Regions from separate parts of the Anser cygnoides genome. Here region 1 is linked to region 2. A link is a contact called in public Hi-C data. All regions are on one chromosome and are shown on one strand. The core of a region is the stretch at or near the end of the contact, and the rest is flanking DNA. Distances in the headings are between cores, read along the strand shown.

What was found. Hi-C and Micro-C count contacts between places; a contact is called where the count stands out from the background.
Region 1: a Hi-C map of liver shows a contact between it and region 2, with 4 times the contacts expected there. The contact joins two enhancer-like sites. A contact is called at or near these places in 2 of 7 Hi-C or Micro-C datasets (both in liver).

The regions. Positions count from the first base shown.
Region 1 is chr3:56,632,261-56,639,150 of Taihu_goose_T2T_genome, reverse strand. The region is part of intron 7 of ARID1B (AT-rich interaction domain 1B); the gene reads right to left. Among named protein-coding and RNA genes, the nearest start is that of TMEM242, 170 kb to the left of the region's middle. Within about 2 kb of position 2,785, at least 2 of the 3 cell types and tissues checked have open chromatin away from gene starts, as enhancers often do. A contact at or near this core is called in liver, where this site is marked.
Region 2 is chr3:56,542,527-56,549,261 of Taihu_goose_T2T_genome, reverse strand. All of the region lies in intron 5 of ARID1B (AT-rich interaction domain 1B), which reads right to left. Among named protein-coding and RNA genes, the nearest start is that of ARID1B, 140 kb to the right of the region's middle. Within about 2 kb of position 1,716, at least 2 of the 3 cell types and tissues checked have open chromatin away from gene starts, as enhancers often do. A contact at or near this core is called in liver, where this site is marked.

The DNA of each region.
Region 1 (6,890 bases), core at 1,536-4,035, 89 kb before region 2:
TTACAGAGCCTGTGACCTCTAAAGAAGAAAGATTATTTTCTTCCTTAATTTATGCATTGTAACCAAGCTTCCTGTTGTATCATCAGTATTTTTAAAGTGACGTACTCATCTGAACAAAAACCAAGTGTTGCCTGCGTTTCCTCAAATTAAGACGCACGAAATATTAAAGTCTTCCTTGTATCCACATCGTAACAGATACTTTAAAAGGTCAGCAGCATGAACACCTTTTCAGATTTTCAGACCATATCTTGGCTATTCACACAGCCAGGGCCCCGCTGCACCACCCGGGAGGGAAATGCAGGCACCTGTGCTCGAACCAAGCCTGCTGGCTCCGCTCAGCACCGTGCAGCAGCTAACAACCCCTTGCTAGTGACAGCAGTGCTGGCAATCCGCTGCTGCCTTCTCACTCAGCCAGTTTCCACCTCTGTGACCTGGGAGCTCCATAGGAGCCTGGAGCCCTCCAGCCTTGGGGTGGTTTTGGCCGGTGGCTGCGTGCCTGCCTGAAGGTGAGACCGCAAGCGGCCGATTTGTTCCACTGCAGCAGCGCAAAGCGGCTGCAAGCGTGGAGATTGTCAACTTCAGCCAAATTTAGGGATGTTCCACATTGCAAAGTTATCGAAAATATTGTTGGGCCTGGCCCCGATTTTCCATATCGCCTCTTAAAACAAACGCATCATTCTCCAAAGACACCAGATTCACCAACATACATGAGTATCGCTCACAAGACATTTAAAATCATCAAAAGGTAAAAATATTCTCAAAGTACGTAATTCTGACTGCTAATCCTTAAAGGTTACACTACATGTTCTTCGTGTTTGTATTATATTCAACGTATCAAGGACTAGGTTCTGATCAAGTTCCATACAGGTAACCATAACTCAAGGGCTAAATCACTCTAAAATCTGTGTTAAAAAATATGCAACACTGAGTTACGGTGTCCCACAGAACCTTAACTCTTGACTTTTCTTCACACACATGCAACAGCATAAACATCTTTATTTCATGACCAGGAGCTACTTGTTTGACATGATATAACATTCAATTCTAAAACAAAGATGACACTGACAGGACGAGGTAGCTATTCAGTATCTTGTTTCATCCTCATTATTCAGCGTGTGGTCCCAAGGTATTACTTATGGAACACCATCCAAATGTCACCCTCGCTACAGAATAATTCATTGTATTATAGGCCATTTTCTTGTTAAAAAAAAAAAGGGGGGAGGGGAGAGAATTATGTGGCTGAAGCTGGTATCTGCCAAATTGGCCGTCCATGTTTTATTCCCAGGTTGTATAACCCCTGAGTAAGGTATGAAGACTATTAAGAAATACTCAGAAGTATAAAGTGAAATAATTGCTAGTACCACCTAAACTGACAATGGGCTGAGTGTCAAGTTGCAGGAAAGCAAATATTGCCCCGCAGGCAAAAGCTTTCTTTGCTTGGGAAGGAAAGGGAGCAGCACAGCCGCGGCAGGAGGCCCTGTTTCATCTACACCCCATCCAGCAGCCACCTCGGTGTTTGGACCGAAGTGAAGCACCGCAGCAGCATCACCGATTTTTTTTTATTTTTTTCCTGAGATTTTGGCAAGAAGCCCGAAGTCAGCTGTCAATAGAAAATTTCGAAAGGCTGCGACTCATCCAAATACGAATGGATTTTCAGCAGGCCACAGAGAGCACCTGTCTGCTTGACAACTATTATTCCTCTCCAGCAAATTTCGAAATCCTGCTGCAAACCAGGAAGGCACTAGAGCCCCTCAAAATTAAGGGCACGTCATTTATTTATTTATATAAGCGAAGGCGTAAGTCAGCCTAAACCTAGGGATCACTGCTTCCCTATCCTCAATAACACCCCTTCTAGCCCTGTAATTTCGCTTTACAGTTATGAGAAGTTTCATTTCGGGGGATCAAATTCTTTCGACTCCCACCTCTGCCTAACTCCGCGCTCATTTAATGCGTTATTTCCATGAAGCTCGGGAGAGTTCACAGCACACGCTATTTCTGCTGGAGGCCAATCCAGACTCGCGCAGCCCAGGATAGCAACCAGTTAAATCTTCTCTAATCCCTGCATTCAGAAATGGTGGCTCACGGAGGCTGGCACGCAGGAGCTGAATAGAAGCGGCAAGCTCGTATTTCTCTCACCAGGCCAAATTAATAAAAACAAAACCTGATTTCTCCTCCTCATTTTCCTATTCTTCCTCCTCCCCAATATTTTTCCTCTTTCAAACGCTTTTTTTTTTGTTTGAGAAGCTTAATGTTTGGCTGCCTTCTGAAGAAACGGGCACAGTGACAGATGAAAGACTGTATTCAGCGTATAATTCAGAATAGGAAAAAATCGACCGCTGTGCATTTAAGATTCTAACAACCTTGCAATTTTGTATAGCCGTTTTCCCCAACCCGTTCTTTTGAAGAAATCTGCTTTTATTCTGTTAATAACTAACCACAGTTGCAGCAGCATGGATCCGATTAGCGGTTCTTACGGTACAAAGGAGAAGGGGGGGAGGGCTGTGAACAGGGTTGCCAATTTGTCCACCTGGGTCCCCAGGAGAAAGATTAGATGAGGCGCTTGCTCCTTTTTTCCCCACTCGCTCACTGCTCCGCACTAGACAGACCTCTTCAAAGCTCAGCCACTGACTTCATTTTTTTTTTTCTTTTCTAAAGTCTCATTTAACCGCCCCGCCACATGTTTTGCACTCTGTGCCACCGCATCCCTCCAAAGCAACGGTGCAAATTGGGATGAGAGGGGGCTGGAGAGGCTGCGGCAGCAGCTCGCCCAGCCAGCGCATTCTCTCACACCTCCACAGTGCCTTTGAATTGCCTTTAGATTTTCTAAGCTGTATTTTCTGAAATCGGTGTAAAACAGCGAGAGAAGCGTCTGTGTTCTTCAGTGACTGATCCAAGCCCTGGAACCGCACCGTATTTCTTACGCTGTCCCTTTAAGCCTTTCATAAAAATGATAGCTTTGCTCGCGTTTAGACTGAAAGGCTGCATGGATTTAGTCATTCGTAATTACTTGGGACGTGACATTACATGTTTGTTAATGCAGAAAGCATATGCTTCAGCTAGAGGAAAAACATTCTCAACTTCTTTATAAAATGTCAGTTAACCAGAATATAAAACTGCTATTGATGCAAGTGCTAAATAACTAAAAGCTCTTAACAAAGGAGAGGGCAGTATTTCCTCATTATATTTTGCTCATTTCTTCCTCCCAGAATCGAAACCTACCCTGTCGCACACCTGAAACTTAAAGCACAAGGATTCCATTTAGGAAGTAAATCCAAGTTCCAAAAGAAAGAATTTTTCATTATCCATGCCCATTCTCTAGGCTTCATTTATTACTACAAGGAAAGTTTTTCTCTAAACTGTTCCTCGTTGTGTCTACCAGTTTTAAGAGCCTGAGAAGCACAAGAAACTTCCAGTATCTGCCACCTAACAGAAACCTTCAGTCCTGATTTTATTATTGCCAAATTTTAACAAAACCATGTATCAGCTTTCATTTATAATATTTCCGGTGTAAAATCATCCAAGATGCCAAAGAAATGGTAAACATGAAATAAAATTGCATTTTTTAATCCGTATTTCTTTTTTCTTTGATCCGTCTCCATGTAGGAATTGTTCCGAATCAATATTAATCATCAGGTGGCGTTAGCTCTGGTGGAGTTTCACTCCTCCCTGCTTCTGAGCCTCTCAAGTTTGGGCAGGTAGGTGGAAAGTGGAGCAGAGCTGATATGTGGCAACGAACTATTTTGCCTGTCCTGCCTGCTACTTCTTGCACTACTCCATCGCCTGTGATTAATAGGCATTTAAGTAGTAAAATGCGTGCGCTCTCATTAATCCTATCCTCAAAAGGAACAAACCCTTCTTAGACGATCTGTAGTTTCTCTTATTGCATTAAAATGCACGTTGCACAGCCGGCACAGTTCTCAGGGAAGAGGGGGAAATGGCGAGTTGCATGCAAAAAGGCTGAAAGCACCTGGAGGCAACCCAGCCTCCAACAAACACTTGGTGGGTCTGATCTTCCTGAAGACAAGATCTATCATGCCATATTTCATCTTGCCCAACAGCGATAAGCTCCTCAGCCTGGTGCAGAAGCAGAGCGGTTCCCCACGCGTTTTTCATCAGCTGGGAACTTTCCTCCGGGTCACTCCCTCCGCAAGGTCGCGCGGGCGGCACGCAGCCGCTCGCCCCGCCTGCCGCCCGCCGACACCGCTCCCGTGTCACTTGCTGTTTGGAAGGGGGAGGATCAATGTTAGCAACCCCTGGTTATATCATTTATAAACATGCAGATGTGGATTATTAAAGATTAATGCATTTTGGGATTGGTGTCGGCATTCCGTTTGTCTCATGCCGAAACCAATTCTGTTCTTCATTAGTCAACGACAACCCGCATCACCCTGTTGTGGAAGAAAAATCAAAGGTGCAAGCGTGAATTGAGAATAAGTGATGAAACTGATTACTAAGAAACTTAACGGCTGTAATCAATCAACACATCACAATAATTTGAGTCCACTGTTATCTGGGGATGGGGAGCAAACAGCAAAGCTCGCTGTCAGAGCCAGTTGCTCTCTCCTGTTTACTTTCTGAAAACCCACTTGGCAATTCCAACTCCGTACCTACCTACGGAGCAAACCTGCCAAAGAGCCGTCCGAAGCCTTCAACAGTTCAACCTGCATAAGCTCGGTCCCTCAGGAGGAGAGAGAATACCTTGCTTTTCATTATTTTGTTTTAAAAATGTTATCTGGAGGTAGTAGAAATGTTCTCTTTTTGAGGCTAAATGCCTGTTTTCTAGCTGAGCTAGAATTAATTCGAGCCACCTTTGCAATTATTCAGGTTCCTTCTTCTAAGGAGGGATGTAACACGTACCTGTCTAGTCAGTTCTGACACTAACCATGAAGTACGAAGGACGCTTTAAATATCTCTAATGGCAGTGATACACAGTCCACATTAACCCTGAAAAACTAACAGCCCACCCCATCACAGAAACAAGCCACTTACTACTTTCATGCTGCATTTTACCTGGGTATAACAGCCATCTTTCAACATCAACGAAAAACTTCCAGCGGGAACATGAGAGACTTCCCATTCACCGATCAATCACTGCTTAATATTGCAAAGGAGGAGGGAGTGAAAGACAACCTTTTAATTAATGATAATACACAAATTAATGCTCTATTTGCAACACAGAAAAAGAAGCAAAGAGGATCTGTGTTTGTGTAGGCAAATAAGAATGACAGGAAAAAAAATCAAACTTTCAAAAACAAATATACTCTATCTTAAATTTCTGGAAAAAAACCACAAGTGGGCTTCACAAAAAAAGAAATAAATGAACGGGTCAATGATTAAATGTAAACAGTAATAGTTCAATGACAGCCTTAAAGTATACAAACATATCTGTCAAATCTTGGCGGCTCTGGTAAGTCTATTTGAATTTTGCCATGTGAACCAGAGCACATGCATAATTATGCAAAGATTTTAATTGGATTTCGACAGTCGCCTTACTCCAGGTGGATTCGTACCAGCGCAGGGCTAGCGGTGAGTCACGGAGCTTCAAGAAGCGGCCTGCTGCACGCACGCTGCCAGGGCACGCTCATCAGCTGCTGCCCCAGACGTTTTGCAATGGCCAGGATGGCGAAAACAGGCCTGGCAGGAGTCCGGGGAGACAAATAATGAACGGGACAAAGCACGGCCAGGGGGAGGTGTGTGGATTTGTCTGTCTGGGGCAGGTTGACACGAAGGGTTTGTAGGGTGCTGGTTTACGTGAAGGGCTTGTAGGGTGCTGGATCAGCCTCTGTGCTGTGCTCGGTGGCCCCTGCAGGATGGCCAGCTGATGGGGCAGAAGCAGTCATCACCACTGTCTCATCTCACACTGCAATTAAAAGCCCAAACTGCACTGCCTGGCTGTGAAATGTAAATGGTGACAAACCAGATATTAAGCAAGTGAAAACACTACAAGCTGAAAAATAAAAACTGCCACTGAAAACCACCACCCAGGGCATGCTGGGTTTGGTGATATTTTTGGTTTGTTTCTTGTTTTTTTCTATCCGAAGCTTAACTCAGTGATGATGAAAAACAGCAGGTTGATGGCTCTGGAATATGAAACCCTCTATTGTAAAGAAAATACAACAGGAGGAACTTGAACAGCGTGTCTCTGTCTCATTTCATTTCCTGCACCTGTTCTGGGAAGACCACCTCTGCAGAGAAGGACACCTCCCTGATCTCTCCGACCAGCTTGCAAGGAAGAGAGCAGCTTTGCCAGTGCCTTCTGTAGCACGGGCTCTCCTCAGGAAAACAGACTGAGACTATTTGCTTATTTCATGATGCCCTGAGCCAACAGGTTGTTAATCAGCCGTGACCCAGGCTGAATTCTAATAGGTAACACAGGTTAGATGCTCCGTATCCTAGAATCAATGCCTCCAGACAGAGTGCTTAAAGCTTACCTGTTTTTCCTCTTAAAATAAAGAAAAACTCTATGTATTGTTCAAACCCTTCAAAAGAAAGGGTTTTAAATGATTGTTATGTGAAACATTCGTGTATTTCATTCGTAAGCATTCTAGATTTGCAAAACTGCTGAATAGATGTTTTGTGCACTAGTAGTGATTAAGAACATAGCTACGTCAATGGCATTTTGTGTCTTGTGTTTTTTTCTGGTCTCGATGCCAATGAACAGCATGCATCCTCCTTGCAACAAGCTGTTGCAAGGTTTTTGCCTCCGGAGAAGCCAAGGGGGAAATATTGATAGATGTATTAAAATAATCTTTCTAGACAGGGGGACCACGGCCATTTTAAAAGGATATAACCCTCATTCTTGTTTTGTAACTCTGTTAAGGTATCTGTAATGCTTCAACAAACAATACAGCATTGCAAATTCACTTTCATATGGTAGTCTTCTCTCCCTC
Region 2 (6,735 bases), core at 467-2,966:
CCATAGTAGGATTTCCCCCCTCCTCAAATGGGCTATCTCCTCCCATCTTCTGCGGGCTTAAAAACCCGGAGAGGAGCAAGCCGCCATCTCAGCCTCAGTAGCTGGGCTGTGTTTTCCTCTCGCCATTCCCCCAGCTATCACTCCTCATTCACGCCACACGGCGGAAGGGCAAGCCTCATCTCTTTGAACTTTTCTCCACTATTTTCAAAAGAGATAGGGGCAGCGGAAAAAGAGAAGAGGGAGGGAGGAAAAGAGAGAAAGACAGAAAGGACACATCAAGGTGAGTTAGATTTCCACATCATTTATCCTACAAGAAAGCACACGCTTTAATCTACCCCGAGCCAGACACGGGCATTGTTAGGGTTGCATTTTGTCTACAAAGCTAAAGAAGCAGCGAGTGCAGCATTACGCTGCTGTGTCAGGCTAGTTCAACCAGTTTCACAAGTTTGCTGGAAAAGGAAGTGTGACATTTTCATTTAGAAGAACATGAGCAAAGCTCAGGAACATGGCTAGGCATGTTCGCGTAAATGGGACGGTGTGCTTCTGAACAGGAGGGAGCCTTGTTTTAAAACCAACCAAACATTTTAACGACCGATGACAGATTTGCCTGAACGTAAAACTTGAGCACAGCGAAACTTCGCTGAAGATAATGGGAAACAACCAAGAGAGAGGTTTCGAGAGGAAAAGAAAGGTCGTGTATCGCAGTTGCAGTCCTTCGACACGCACACAGCTCGTGGCACGCTGCTGGAGCAGGTACAGACACACGGCGTCACCCAGGAGGGATGCCCGGGCAGGGTGCCTGCCTGCCGTACCGACACCGCCTTACCCCACCGTACTCCCTTGGGTATATGGGAGAGCGCGCTCAGCACCACCTCGGCTTTCAACCCCACTGCACCCAGACAGGAGTTTCAGAAGAATTTTTGGGCGGCAGAGGGGAGGGAGGGGAAGAGGAATGCCAGGACTGAACACACTCACATGGGCTACATGTTTTAAAGAACTCCAATTACTAGAAGTTCGCCTGTTTTCAAACCCACAGTTACATTCCTAAAGCGTAGAGGTCCAGGAAGGTGCCCCACGCGCACTCACACAGCTAGCGGAGGTCCCGGAGCCCTTCAGGCAGAGCCCAGCTGTGGGACCTGCCTCCCAGAGCCCCGCTGGAGCCTGGGACAAGCTCCACGGTGTTTTAGACAGAGCCCCATGCGGGGCCTCGGAAGGGGCCAGGAGCCGTGTATTGCTCAGCAAGGCTGCTGAAGGAGCCTGAGCACGCTGTATGAACAAAGGGGTCTCCCCCTGACAGACTTTAAAACATCCGGTCCAGCCGTCTCTGCGTGGATATAGTTGTGTTCCTCGGCCTTTCGTTACTTGCTACGAACATCTGTAGGGACTGGTCTGCTTCTGCCACTGCAGAGGGCATGCACCTTCAGACGGTGTGGATGGGAAGGGGGCCTTGGCACTGGGAGCAAACGGCCCGGCTGCACACACGCGCAGGGTGACGGCTGTCTGGGTTTAGGGGGGATTCAAAACCACCCTGTGGAGAAACTCGGGAAGGGGCACAGGAACCTGCTGCCCAGCCAGAACACAGCCTGGGAGGGTCAGCAGCAAGGGCTGGGATTTGTTACCCCTCCCTGGAAAAGGTACGTGCAAAGGGAAGGTCACCTCCACAGGAGGGTGAAAGAAGAAGCAAATTCTTGTGGTTTGAAAGGTGGGCCAAGAGAGCGGAGAGAAAGAAAGGACATGGGGGCGGTTCTATCTATCACCACATGAACAAAATCATTTTAAAAATAGGCTAGAAATGCCAGTTCATTTCACATGATCCTGCCATCAAGGACAGGAGTAAGAAATTCCACTCCCTCAGCCCCACGTGCTCGCAGCCAAAACGCGCTCCGTGGTTACAAATGCCGTATCTGTCACAACAGACCTCGGCCAGGCAGAGCCGAAGGGTTTCCAGTCGTGGGGCTGTCCAGTCCCGAGACACAGGCTTCCTTACTGAGGGATGGACCAACCGACCATAAACTGGGACATCTCCACATTCCTCGCAAACGAGGAAACAGTGTGAACCCAGGATTTTAGGCTTCACATCCGTTTATGAAGCTACATGTTTTAGAAGGACTGAACCGAACTGTATCGACTGGAAAAAAAGTCAGGACGCCAAGACAAACAAAACATGGTCTAAAAGCTACCCTGTTGCACAAAGACCTTTGAGCTACTGAATCCTGTCTCTCCACAATGATCTTTAAAGCCTGGACGCGAGTCAGCTGTTGGCTGTTAGCATTCATCTTTACACTTTCAACTGTTCAGACATAAAATACTATTACAGAAAGGCTGGAAGATTCCTTCATCAAGAAGTTGTTCAGATAAAATGAAAAGGATAGTGAATTCCTGAGGTAAGAACAGTTTTGTTACGCTGCTCTCTGTAGTAGACAAGGAGACAATTTGGAATTAAAAATGGTCTTGCTCACCGTAAAACAAAGACAGCATCTGTGGGATGTTCTCATAGCTGTATAAAACCAGAAACCTCAAAGATCAAAAGACACAAACCAGCCTTTTACCTCAAAAGCCAAGAATCAGAGCAGCCAGGGTCACTATCCTGAACCTGAACTTCTGAATTACAGTGCTTAGTTTTTCTAAATACAGAACAAATTTCAATCTTCTGTTTCTCTTCAGGTCCATGAAATACCTGGTTTAGCTATTTCATATGCTCCACCGTGTATGAAAATTACCTGTAGGGCAACCTAGCACTGGCGAAGTATTTACTATTTATGTGAAGGAACTCTAATGAATTATCCAAAGAGGGGTTAAAGGAGTCCAGGGGGGACAACATGTACAGACTAACTTCTGATAATGGTGTCCAGACCGTAAGTCTGACATTGCATGTGCTCCTCTGAAAACATAACAAGAGGCAAAGGCTTGGTCTCCAGCAATGAAATTGGTGTGCTCTTACTACACAGTATCACTGCAGGGGAAGAGAAAAGATTACATATAAAAATATATTTCTTCACATTTAATCCACATGACTTCCCGAGGTATAATAAATTTTAACAGTTTGGAATTCAGATGCTATAAATAACAACATAATAACCAAGGACAGCAAAAAGGATGTCAGAAGTTGACCAGCTCTGAAATACTGCATGTTGTATTATGAATGGTTTCCAAAACTATTACTGTACAGAGAGCTACTCCTAATCTGCAGAAAAATTAGACTGCTATTTTTTATGTACATCATTAGTTACAAGTGAAGCATACCTGTTTAAAAAAGTTACAGTAAAATAAACCATCTACATTAAAATTATGCCTGGCAAATGCATCAGAAGATAAATATAAATGCAAGAGGGAAGATAGTTAAGTAAGAGAAAGGACGATCTGGCACAAGCAGAGATGGAAATAAACTCCCAGTAAGATTTGCACTTAAGCTGGAAGTGAGCAAAAAGTTCCTAAGTAATGGAGCAACCTCCGAGCCAGGGTAGCGAATGCGAGGAGCTCCGTGTTCGGAGTGAGGCACGGCAACGTGCAGCGCGCACAGCCATGTGAACGGAGCCCGCGCGGTCTCACACGAGCACAGCGTGCAGGTTCCCCATCTGTCCCATGCGGAGAGGGAGCGTGTCTGACCTTGCAGAAATGAATTTTCAGGTTCAGAGTGAACGTGCAAGCATTAGCAAGTTAACTGCTTTTCTTTCCTTTCCTTCTCCTCTTCTCTCTTCTTTTTCCCTTCTTATTGGGGGTGGGAGAGGTGTTGGAAGGTTAAGAAGGGAGAGAGAAAAGCATGGGGAAAGACAAACTAAGAAAATATTTTAAGCAAACCTGACATCATGTAACCTGAATTACATGCATTATTTCATACGGTTGCCCATACTTCTACAGACAAAAGATTTTAATTTTTTTTTAAATTAATGTAAAAACGATACATACAACTTCATTCTGTTTGTCCTTCCTCAAAGGCACACTGCAGACACAAATAGATCCTGCTAAAAAGTTCTGAATGGTGAAAAGATCCGTGCTTCAGCCTCAGGCTAAAAACGAATCTGTTCCTACTGTATCGCTTTCCTGTTAAATATCAATAAACAACAGAAGTCCTCAGTGACTTCTCTGCAAGACTTGCTGTTTCTGCTTCTGTTCATCCATTTATGTTCTCTATTATATTTCAGGTTAAGCATATTTTGTTAATTATGCAGCGGTATAGGATACATCTTCCTTTCACACGTTTTTAATTAAAAAACAAACACACACAGCAATAGGTAGGTTTTTCTAGTCATTTAAGCCTTTAAGCTCAGGTCAAAGCCTGCCCAGCAAATTATGCAATTATGTTTTATTTCCCTGCACATACTTCTTCATTGCAAAAGAAAAGCTGATGATAAAACTTTTTCATATACTGCCGAGGGAGAAGCAACTACAAGGCCAAAAAAGATTGCCATGGTGGCACAGAAGTGCCCTAAACAGGAATGCTCATCTGCAGCTCATTCCGGAGTTTGGCTGTAAAAACGATCCGCGCAAACACGGGGGCCGTTGGGGTATCAAAATACGACCATAAAATATGTGACACGCACTGCCTTCTGCCTCGATGCAGACGGCGAGCGCGCTGCCGTCTCCTTATTAAAACCTGCCTTCATTACGCCGCACGTGACGGGAATCCTGGCGCAGGCAGCGCTCGGACATTATTGCCATCGCGTCACGTGGGCTGTTTGCGGCGAGGCACAAAACGATTCAATAAAAACGCCGGAATGCAAGCACCAGCAGCGGTACAACTGGGAGAGATTTCACAGATATATCTGCGAGGCCGGAGACCGCGAAGAAGAATTATCCAATATCAGAAAGAAATTGTACAGGAGTCCTCACAAGAGATGGGCAATTTATTCTCCCAAAACATGGGGAACAAATAAAATTACCTGGCAACTTCATCAACTAATACCTCACCTCCCATCTCTCGTTCATCAGCGAGCCCGTTTTCACAATGACTTCCCATGTCCCCACCTCCATTTTCACCCTCCGTTTTATTTTTTAGACAAGCTCCCGCTGCTCGATGTCCACTCCAACTCCTCTTCCCCAGATGTCCTCCCCGAAGGCCCGGCCATTCCCACCCTCCCTCCCTCGTGGAAGGGATGCCGGCGGGCTCCCTCCTGGGCCCTTCTCAGGGCTGCCCGGGCCTCCTCCAGGCGCCCATCCCTCCTCCATGCCGATCCCGCCTCCGGGAACGTCTCTGGCACACTCCTGGGAGGGCTGCTTCCAATTTTCTGTCATCTCTTGGAAAGAGATCTATGAGCCTTGGACACGGCGTTTTACACACCCAAACCGGACGCCTTGGGGAGGGCAACAGCACTAAGTCAGGAAGACCAGAGAAGTGCAGAGAAAGTAGCCGGTATTTTTAGAGAAACACATAACTGTCAAGCTGTATTTGTATAAATCTTGCACTTTTCATAACAGACTCTCCACAGAATACCACATTTCACAGAGCACTTGAAATGTAATCCTTGGCATTGATATGTGAGGAAGAAACACTGTCAGAGCTGCTGTTCTCACTCCTGCCCCACCTTGAAGACAGAAGACAACGACAAGACAGGAACATGTACATGCACAACGGGAAGGACCGAGCAGGAGGATCTCATGCACCTCTATGAAGACATGCACCCACCACGAGCCATCAAACCACTAAAAGGGAACAGGGTACCATGTACTTTGAGGATGCTGCTTTCAGTTGTTTTCTTTATTATTTAAATAATGTCTTTCAACATTTGCAAAGCATATTAATTCTACTTAAGTGCTACATTTAAATTTCAGCACTTCTTAATTATTTGATTAATCGGACAAAAAATCTGTTATTTCCAAATTTTACCATGCCTTCCTCTTGCATCCATTTACATTACATTACATTAATAAAACAACAACACTGTTTTCAACTCATCATTCCTGATATTGGAATGTTTAACTAACACTAAAAATACTTCCACTGACGAAATACAAGAGCTTATATCTCAATATGAACTATGGCATTGCTTCAATAGTGCTATAATAGAGTTAACATAATGAAAACCTAGTAAAAAGACTATAAATTCACCATATGAGCCCATATGGATGTGAAAAAGGAAATCAAATGAGTTCTCCAAGCTAAAATTAGATTCAAAACAGAACAGCATCCCACAGAAATAGCACAGACCTAAAAAGTCTATATAAATTCACTATGCCAAATCCAATTTTATCTAACATTCAGTTTCATCTATCCATGTTTCCACAGTGTACTTAAGGTATTGAGAGTTTAACTGTTCATAAAAGTCTTGACTTCAGTGTAGCTACTTCAGGTAGATTTCCACATTTCAAACAAACCAGAGCCGGGCTCATTGTAGCGCTATAAAAAATGGAGTTCAGTGAATGTGATTTCATAACCTAGCTTCTGCTCTCGGATTCTGCATTGCTTGTTCCGTTTATGTTTTCTGTGCAATTGAGTCTTCCTTTCTGATGATTTCAACACAATGATTAATTTAAAATATACTTTCTGAAGAGTGGTCTCATCACAAAAAGGAGAACAAAATCCATTTATTCTCTGTCATTGTATATATATTCATCTAAATATGCTTTTAAAGCAATTCATCTGTGAAGATGAGCCACCTCTCAGCTCAAATAAAGACAGTTTTGAACATGATATTGCTTTTCTTGTAGCCCCTGCAACTTTCTGCCACAAAACTTTGGTGTAAAAAGCCTGTGACAAAGCTCTGAGCAGATTTTGTTTGGTTTTGTTTATGCTGCATC